Regions from separate parts of the Zea mays genome. Here region 1 is linked to region 2. A link is a contact called in public Hi-C data. All regions are on one chromosome and are shown on one strand. Each heading gives the region's core, a stretch centred on a gene start, on an enhancer-like site or on the middle of the called end of the contact. The rest is flanking DNA. Distances are from core to core; before and after follow the strand shown. Region 1 holds the start of lox9 (linoleate 13S-lipoxygenase9). Region 2 has its middle 32 kb from the start of LOC103631789.

The links. A called contact is a pair of places that touch in the nucleus more often than the background predicts.
Region 1: a Hi-C map of leaf shows a contact between it and region 2, with 4 times the contacts expected there. The contact joins the promoter of lox9 here to the enhancer-like site in region 2. A contact is called at or near these places in 2 of 25 Hi-C or Micro-C datasets (ear and leaf).

What each region holds. Positions count from the first base shown.
Region 1 is chr1:16,841,950-16,845,605 of Zm-B73-REFERENCE-NAM-5.0, reverse strand. lox9 (linoleate 13S-lipoxygenase9) reads right to left here and starts at 1,934. Exons shown (of 9, transcript NM_001112507.1): 1 at 1,413-1,934; 2 at 314-597. The coding sequence starts at 1,809.
Region 2 is chr1:16,704,365-16,707,885 of Zm-B73-REFERENCE-NAM-5.0, reverse strand. No RefSeq gene overlaps it. Among protein-coding and RNA genes, the nearest start is that of LOC103631789, 32 kb to the left of the region's middle. Within about 2 kb of position 1,790, at least 19 of the 20 cell types and tissues checked have an H3K27ac peak or open chromatin away from gene starts, as enhancers often do. A contact at or near this core is called in ear and leaf, where this site is marked.

The sequences.
Region 1 (3,656 bases), core at 685-3,184, 140 kb before region 2:
AAAGCTGGTCATTTGGACAGCGCATGGACATATCGATTAATCATGCCTTTAGACTGGGCTCCGCGTTTTATAGTGAATGGCCTCCTTTCACTATCAACATCGAAGAAAAGGATGCATGACCAACTTGCCAACGGACATGGCGATCATTTGGCACAGGACTGATAGCACGCACATACTAATGACAATTGATGATAATCTAGTACCAGAAAGTCCAGGTCCAGTCATAGGTTGACAGCACGTTTTTCTTGAACTAGTAAGGAAATAAAATGCTTGCTAGTACAACCTTTTTCTTTAGCACAAAAATGCTTATTACCTTGTTACTGAAGAACACCCTCTTTCCCGGCAGTTCCCTGGTGGACTGCACCCAGGAGTTGCAGGCGAAGTGCACCGGACCACACGGCAGCCCACCCTCGACGACGATGCTTTCCAGAAAGAACTCCCGATGGTGCCGGTTGGCCACGGTGATGGCGCCAGGCTCGCCGAAGTCTGAATCCACCATGAACTCAGCCGTGTACACGACGTGCTCTCCCTTGACGCCCCTCTTCTGGCACCAGTCTTTGATCGATGCCTGACCGCTGTGCAACGGCTTCTTGGTCCCTGCCAATGATTCACGTGGCACGACCCGGGAACGGGAAGGTTAGGACGATCTTGAGAAGAGAAGTCAAATTTGGAGACATGGAAAGCGATTGTATCAGCTTTGGGTGGCGACCACATGGTGGTAATGGAGAGGCGGGGAAAACATGTTTCGTCAGTATTGCATAGTGATGAGTTTAGTGACTCATTTGAGCTTGAATTATTCAGAGCAGTGATCAGGCGGGGCTACTACTGCTAAAGGGAGGCTATACTGTTTTGCTTTGCAGTGCTTTCAAGGCTGGGACTGGGAGCCTGGGAGGTAGGAAGAAAATCTGATCCATTTGTTCTCTTCTTGAAGAAAACATGGTCAAGCGAAAGATGCCAACGGTTAAAAAGTTGAACGGCTCCAGTTATTTAGTTCGTCCCTTGTTTGTTCGGATTAAACAATTTGTTGAAAAATGCAGAGCGAATATACTAATGCAGAGAATCGCACACGCGAACGCCGGGACAAGCCTTTGTTATCATGTCTCCATTATTGAAGATCCGCAGAAAGATCTGTTGATCATGTGCATCTAGTTAGCATCTTCCTGATTGCCGGTGCCACCTTCCGATCGGGGCGGTCAGTCAAGAACAGGCGGAGATGCCCCAAAAGGCAAAAGCTTTGCACGTTAAAGCTCTAACGACTATCCAAAGGAAGCAAAAAATAGAGGCAGAGGAGACTTGTCAAGAGCAGGCAGGTCAACTCAGAGAGAGAGAGAGAGAGAGAGAGAGAGAGAGAGAGAGAGAGAGAGAGACTAGTGGATTGGACGAGGACAGGGAGCAAGGGCCGGCGTGCTTACTGGGGTGGATCTTGGTGCTAATGAGCTCGAGCGCGACGCTCCGGCCAACCATGTCCCATAGCGCGTCGAGGTGGCCGGCCAGCGCCTCCTTGAGGTCCTCCTTGTGCTTGCGGCGCACCGTGAGCGCGGCCCGCACCAGCACCTTCTCCGGCCGCCTGCCCTCCGGCGCGCCCTTCCCGGTCCCGGGCGCCGCGAGCCTCGGCAGGTCCTCGCTGATGGCAGCCACCACCTTGAGCCCCTGCCGCTGCCTCCTCCTCCCCTGCTGCTGCTGCGGCGGCGGCGCGCGGTGGTGGAACGGCGCGAGGCAGAGCTTGTTCGCGCCCCGGCGCCCCGGCGCCAGCCTCGCCGCGGCAAGCCCCCGGCGAAGGCCCGTGAGGTCCCTGCATGGCGCGGCCATGCTAGCTGCTGCGCCTGGGATCCCCGGTTTTGGCTGCGCTCAGGCGGGTCCGCGGGAGCTAGTGAGCTGAGGTGGTTGGCGTCGTCGTGATGGAGCAGCGGCGGCAGCCGCACTGCAGCAGTGACTAGGATTTAAGCAGAGGAGGAGGAGGATGCCTCGGCCTCGTGCGCTGCTCTTTTTTATGTTTGCAAGTCCTGGCAGGACGGAAGGGAACGGAGTCTTGGTGGCATTGCACGGAAGCTGGCCTGCTCCCTGTTCCTGTTTGACCTGAGAAAACCGTCATCTTGTTATGACCAGTAACTTAGCTCGCGCCCTGCGCGAGTCTGAAACTGCTACGTTTACACAGTTAATCAAACACTGTTGTAGACATGTAGGAGCAATAATATATTAGTTTACCAGCGACCAGCCGTCATCTAAAAAACACGCACACTCAGACAGCCAATTAGTTAGTTAGTTTATTGGAGTTCTTATCATAAATTTGTTCTAATTAATTAAAGTTTCTTAGGTCCTTATTAGGAGTTTGTTAGGAGTCTTATATCTACCCAAGTCCCTAGCCCCTATATAATGTAATCACTTAACAAAAAAAATGAAAACAAACAAGATATATAATATCTTCAGGGTGACCCATTGGTTTAGAACGTATGATGATTTTCATAAACAAGAAAAGAGTATTGTTGGTCACTGTGAATCAAGAACAAGTCAACACAATTGTTAAAAATCAGACATTTGTCCTCCGAAACATTATTTTCTCCTGGATATAACGATCTTCAGACGAAGGTTATGAAAGACACGCTTTCAGCATGAGAATGGAAATACATAGAGATAATGAACGTAATCCGCTGGCTCATACGCATATGTATTTTATAATGCATACATGAATATTAACAGGATTTATATTACATTGATACATTCGACTTGTTCGAATGTGTTGATACGAGAACAATTACAATTCAGCATGAACAGTATGGGGTACTGTTCACCTATTTATAGGCACGGGACGCATCCCGGGTAAAAGTATATTTATGTTCTTAACATTTATTCACAACTATAACATAAATTATTAGGGACTAGCTAGTCTTTTCTTCTTCGGTTTAGCACCATGCTTGGTCTTCATCACCACTTTAAGTTGAATCTGTCACTCTTCAGCTATAGCTTTAGCGTTCGTTCTTATCATCCCCAAGTTATACCTTCGTCTTGTATATCGTCATCATAGGAGAAGACTCCCATCATGAGCCAAAGCTTCCTGTCATCCCCAAGTTATACCTTCAGCTCAAAGATTATCCTCACAATGATGCTATGGTCATATCTTGTGTCATCAAGGGATTTCTGGTTCATAATGTCCTGGTTGATACAGGCAGTGCAGTTGATATCATATTTGCTAAGTCCTTCAGACAGATGCAAGAGCAAAAAGACAAGATTCACGATGCTACACATCCTCTATGTGGCTTCGGAGGAAGACATATTGTGGCACTCGGTAAAATCACAATGCCAGTAACCTTCGGCTTTGTTCACAACACAAGGACCGAACAGGTTGTATTTGACATTGTCGACATGGAATACCCCTACAATGCAATAATTGGCCGAGGAACACTCAATGCTTTTGAAGCAATACTTCACCTAGCATATCTATGCATGAAGATACCTTCGGAACAAGGGCCCATTGCTATTCATGGAAGTCAAGAAGCTGACAGAAAGGCCGAAGGAAATTGGACAGACTCAAAAGCGACCCACAATATAGATGGAGCCGAAGCTTGTGAACAGTACAAGTACAGAAGAGAGAAGGCTGCTTCAGCTGATTAGCCGAAGCCCATGCTTCTATGTGAAGACATAGCAGAGCAGAAGGTACT
Region 2 (3,521 bases), core at 541-3,040:
CCGTCCGCAGAATAGTTTTTTTTTTTTTTTTTTTTTGAGAGACGGACGGAGCTCCTTCGTATCTGAACGGCCGTCTCCAGGAAATTGAAACGCCATTTCCGTTTCACCCTCACACATGACTTGAGAGACGAGAAGACGAATGGGTCCTTACCTAGAACGGCCGAAAACGACGGGGCCCTTGGAAACTAGTAGTAGGATGCATTTGTACTGTACGTCTGTTACCACACGCGCACCTCCTGCTCGTGTGTGCACATGTTTGAAGCTGCACTATTTACGGAGTGAAATTTGAAACAGAAGGTGAGATGAGATAATCTTAGGCAAAGTGAAATCTAGAATAGAAGGTGAGATGACATAACCTTAGTCTATCTTCAACAAGATACATATCCTACTTCTCATCTCACTCCATATTTTAAACTTCACTCTATAAAAAGTGTCACATACAACATAAAACAATATTTTGCACATCCGTTTCCACGACATGCTGGAGTGATTTGGTCTATACGGAAGAAGGATCGTCGTGTCTAACAAGGATTCAGGATTGTTTTAGCTCGACGTTGCCACTTGCCATTGCATTGGTTGACTCTGGTTGATCGAAGCCCGCCCGACACTTGTATGTTGCTATCGAGTGTAATCTTCGCTTTTAATTTGGACAGTAGCACCTGTACGCAACTCGTGCTTTCTGATCCGAAAACTCTTGGTTCCTCGTAGAGGATAGAGCCTTTCAGAGATCAAACCATAGTTTCCCTTCTTGCTGCAGATCGGTCAGAACACCGTGCCGTTTGGACTTGGAACACCAGCTTGTGCTGTGCTGTGTCATGCTGTGCCGATTGGCATCCTGCCAGATTTTCGTCGCCGCTGTCCTGGATCGTATCCTTTCTGCATGCCCGGTTTAACAGAGACCGGTACCCAGCTGCTCAGCACGCGCGCGAAGAAAATTGGGAGAAATCACAGCGCTCACCATGACCTCACGCGCCTTCTGAGAAGATCACGTAAGCCGCTCGTCGGTCCGGCGGGGTTTCACTTTCACCTGTGGGTGAGCGTTTGTTAGATTGCCTTGTTTGACGGTTCTCTATTCTTGGTTCATAATACTGCTGACAGCCGCAAGAAGAAGAAAAATGGAAGGAGCAGAACATCTGGGAGCGACGACCGGAGTGCGTGTGTCGCCAGCATCCTTCGCCTTTTAGCTCGACGATGCTTCCCAAAAGACAGGATCGTAGAAGGTAGAAAGCAGAGACGCTTTGCCTCCGGCTTCACATCACGCGTCGCTGTTGTAGCTGTCCCGGAGCTCTTGGGCGACGAAGGGAGGGAGGAGGACGAATTGGCGCCAACCACCTCCGGTTCGCGTCACGCGCGCAGACCGTAGGCGCAGAAGAGTACGCTGTTGTTCTGCGCGAGCAATGGCCGCACGGAACGCGAGAGAGAGAGAGAGAGAGAGAGAGAGAGAGAGACCGATCTCTTTCTCGCTAAAGCAGGATGCTGCTTTTAGATTTCTACTGCGATTAATTTGCCCCGTGTGTTCTAGCTAGTTCTTTCTTCCCTGCTGCACCCCCCGCCACGTGCAGCACGCCGGAAACTTGCGCCAGAATACAATACCCTCCAGAAAAAAATCTTCACAAGTCGACGCAAAGATCGCCACGATATTTTGTGCGCATCAGCATGACACGCACATGATGCGTGTGTCACACTTGGCACGTATTTGTTGAAACGAGTAGATGCTAGCGATACACGGCCATGTTCTGCACCACCGCTGCGCTACTACAACCTGCTCGTATTTCTCTTCACCTACCTGGGCCTTATTGGTCACGCGACAGAGAGCTATTGATGGGCCCAAACCTTTCTTTCATTCGGGCCCTTTTATGGGTTGCATTTTTTTCCCACCTTATCATTTCTAGAATTCTAGCAGTCTCACGCTCGAAGTTTATTAAGAAAAAACAAAAAAAAAGTGGCTGTCTACGAGGACCCGCCGAGGTTTCTTTGGATCCTCTGCACGTCCTGGCCGTTGATCCTGAACGCCATCTTGAGCACCTCGTCCGGCACGCGCGGCTCGGTCCGGAACGCCGAGAAGGGCACGAGCTGCGCGCCGGGGCTCTGGCTGTTGAGCCCCGACAGCACGACGGCGGGCGCCGCGACGTCCACGTTGTACATGAAGTGCACCATCCCGCGCGGGACCACGAAGGCCTCCCCGGCGCGCAGCAGCTGCGTGTACAGGCGGTACGACGTGTCGGCGAAGCCCACCAGGACGCTGCCCGCCAGCACCAGCGCCACCTCCGACGCGCGCGGGTGGGTGTGCGGCGGCGCCAGCCCGCCCGGGGCCAGGTCGGTGCGCGCCATGGCCAGCCCCTGCGCGTTGGCGCCGGGGAGGGACGACGCCGGGCTCGTCACCGTCACGCTGAACCCGTACGCCGTCTCCGTCTCCGACGCCCGCGACAGCGCCGACGTGGCGAAGTGCTCCGCCCGCGCCGACGCCGGGTCGATGCAGGCCAGGCCGTTCAGGTGGAGCTGGGACGACGACGTGTCGGCGACGCAGTAGTCCAGGAGGAGGTCGGGATCGCACCTGCACAGGGCGGCGGAGAGGAAGAGGGCGACGATGATCCGGTGGCTCATACCAGTACCGATGCTGCCGCCATCAGCCGTAGCGCTCATGGCGGAGCTACTTGTTCGATTTTTTTTTTTTTGTGGCGGGAAAATGAGCTAGATGTATATGCTGTCTACGTTCAGCGATCAGTGTGGTCGCGTATAAATAGTACTAGTACTCTATGAAGTGCATTGCAGTTGCGGTTGATGATACGCGAGCATATACAAGGCCATGCTTTCAAGTTACTATTTGTATGAGTAGCAGAGGGGTAATGTCCAGTGGTCTTACCTTGCCTTGGAGATTGAGCCTGTTGGTACTGTAGCACGCTCCGGCTGAAAGCGCGATTCATATCCCCGCTATACCCTCCTCCCTCGGCAAGCCTGGACAGTGACAAACTATGCTGACAAGAAACTGGCAAAGAAACGAGCAACAGCCAACAGCTAGCACCTCCGTTCTCAGTTCTCACTGTCTGATATGGCAACAGCCAATGCAACGGACAAGCAGGCAATACATGCATGTTACAACTTACAAGGGCGATACATGTGTTTGCTCGTCCAGAAAGAGGCAGCCAAATACCGAGTTGAAAAATCACGGCCTCGGATCTCAGTATGAGCAGCCGCTGCGGCCGACTCAAATATACAGAGGATCGTAGACCGTATGCTTTCATCGATCCCCAGCCATTAAACTAAAAGTGGAAGTATAAAAATTATCAATGCAACAACTAACAAGTAACACATGGGCGAATCTAGCCAAAAACATCATCGAGCTTATCACAATTAGCTTCACTATATTATATAAATTTTCTTGAATTTTAATAATACTTTGCTAAAAGATTTATAAAATTTATCGGGGTCGGCAGCAACTACATGCATTTTCGATGGCTAGAAACCGCCGAAAATAGCCCTTTTAACGTCGAAAATAACTTATTTTTGATGGCTTCTAGCCA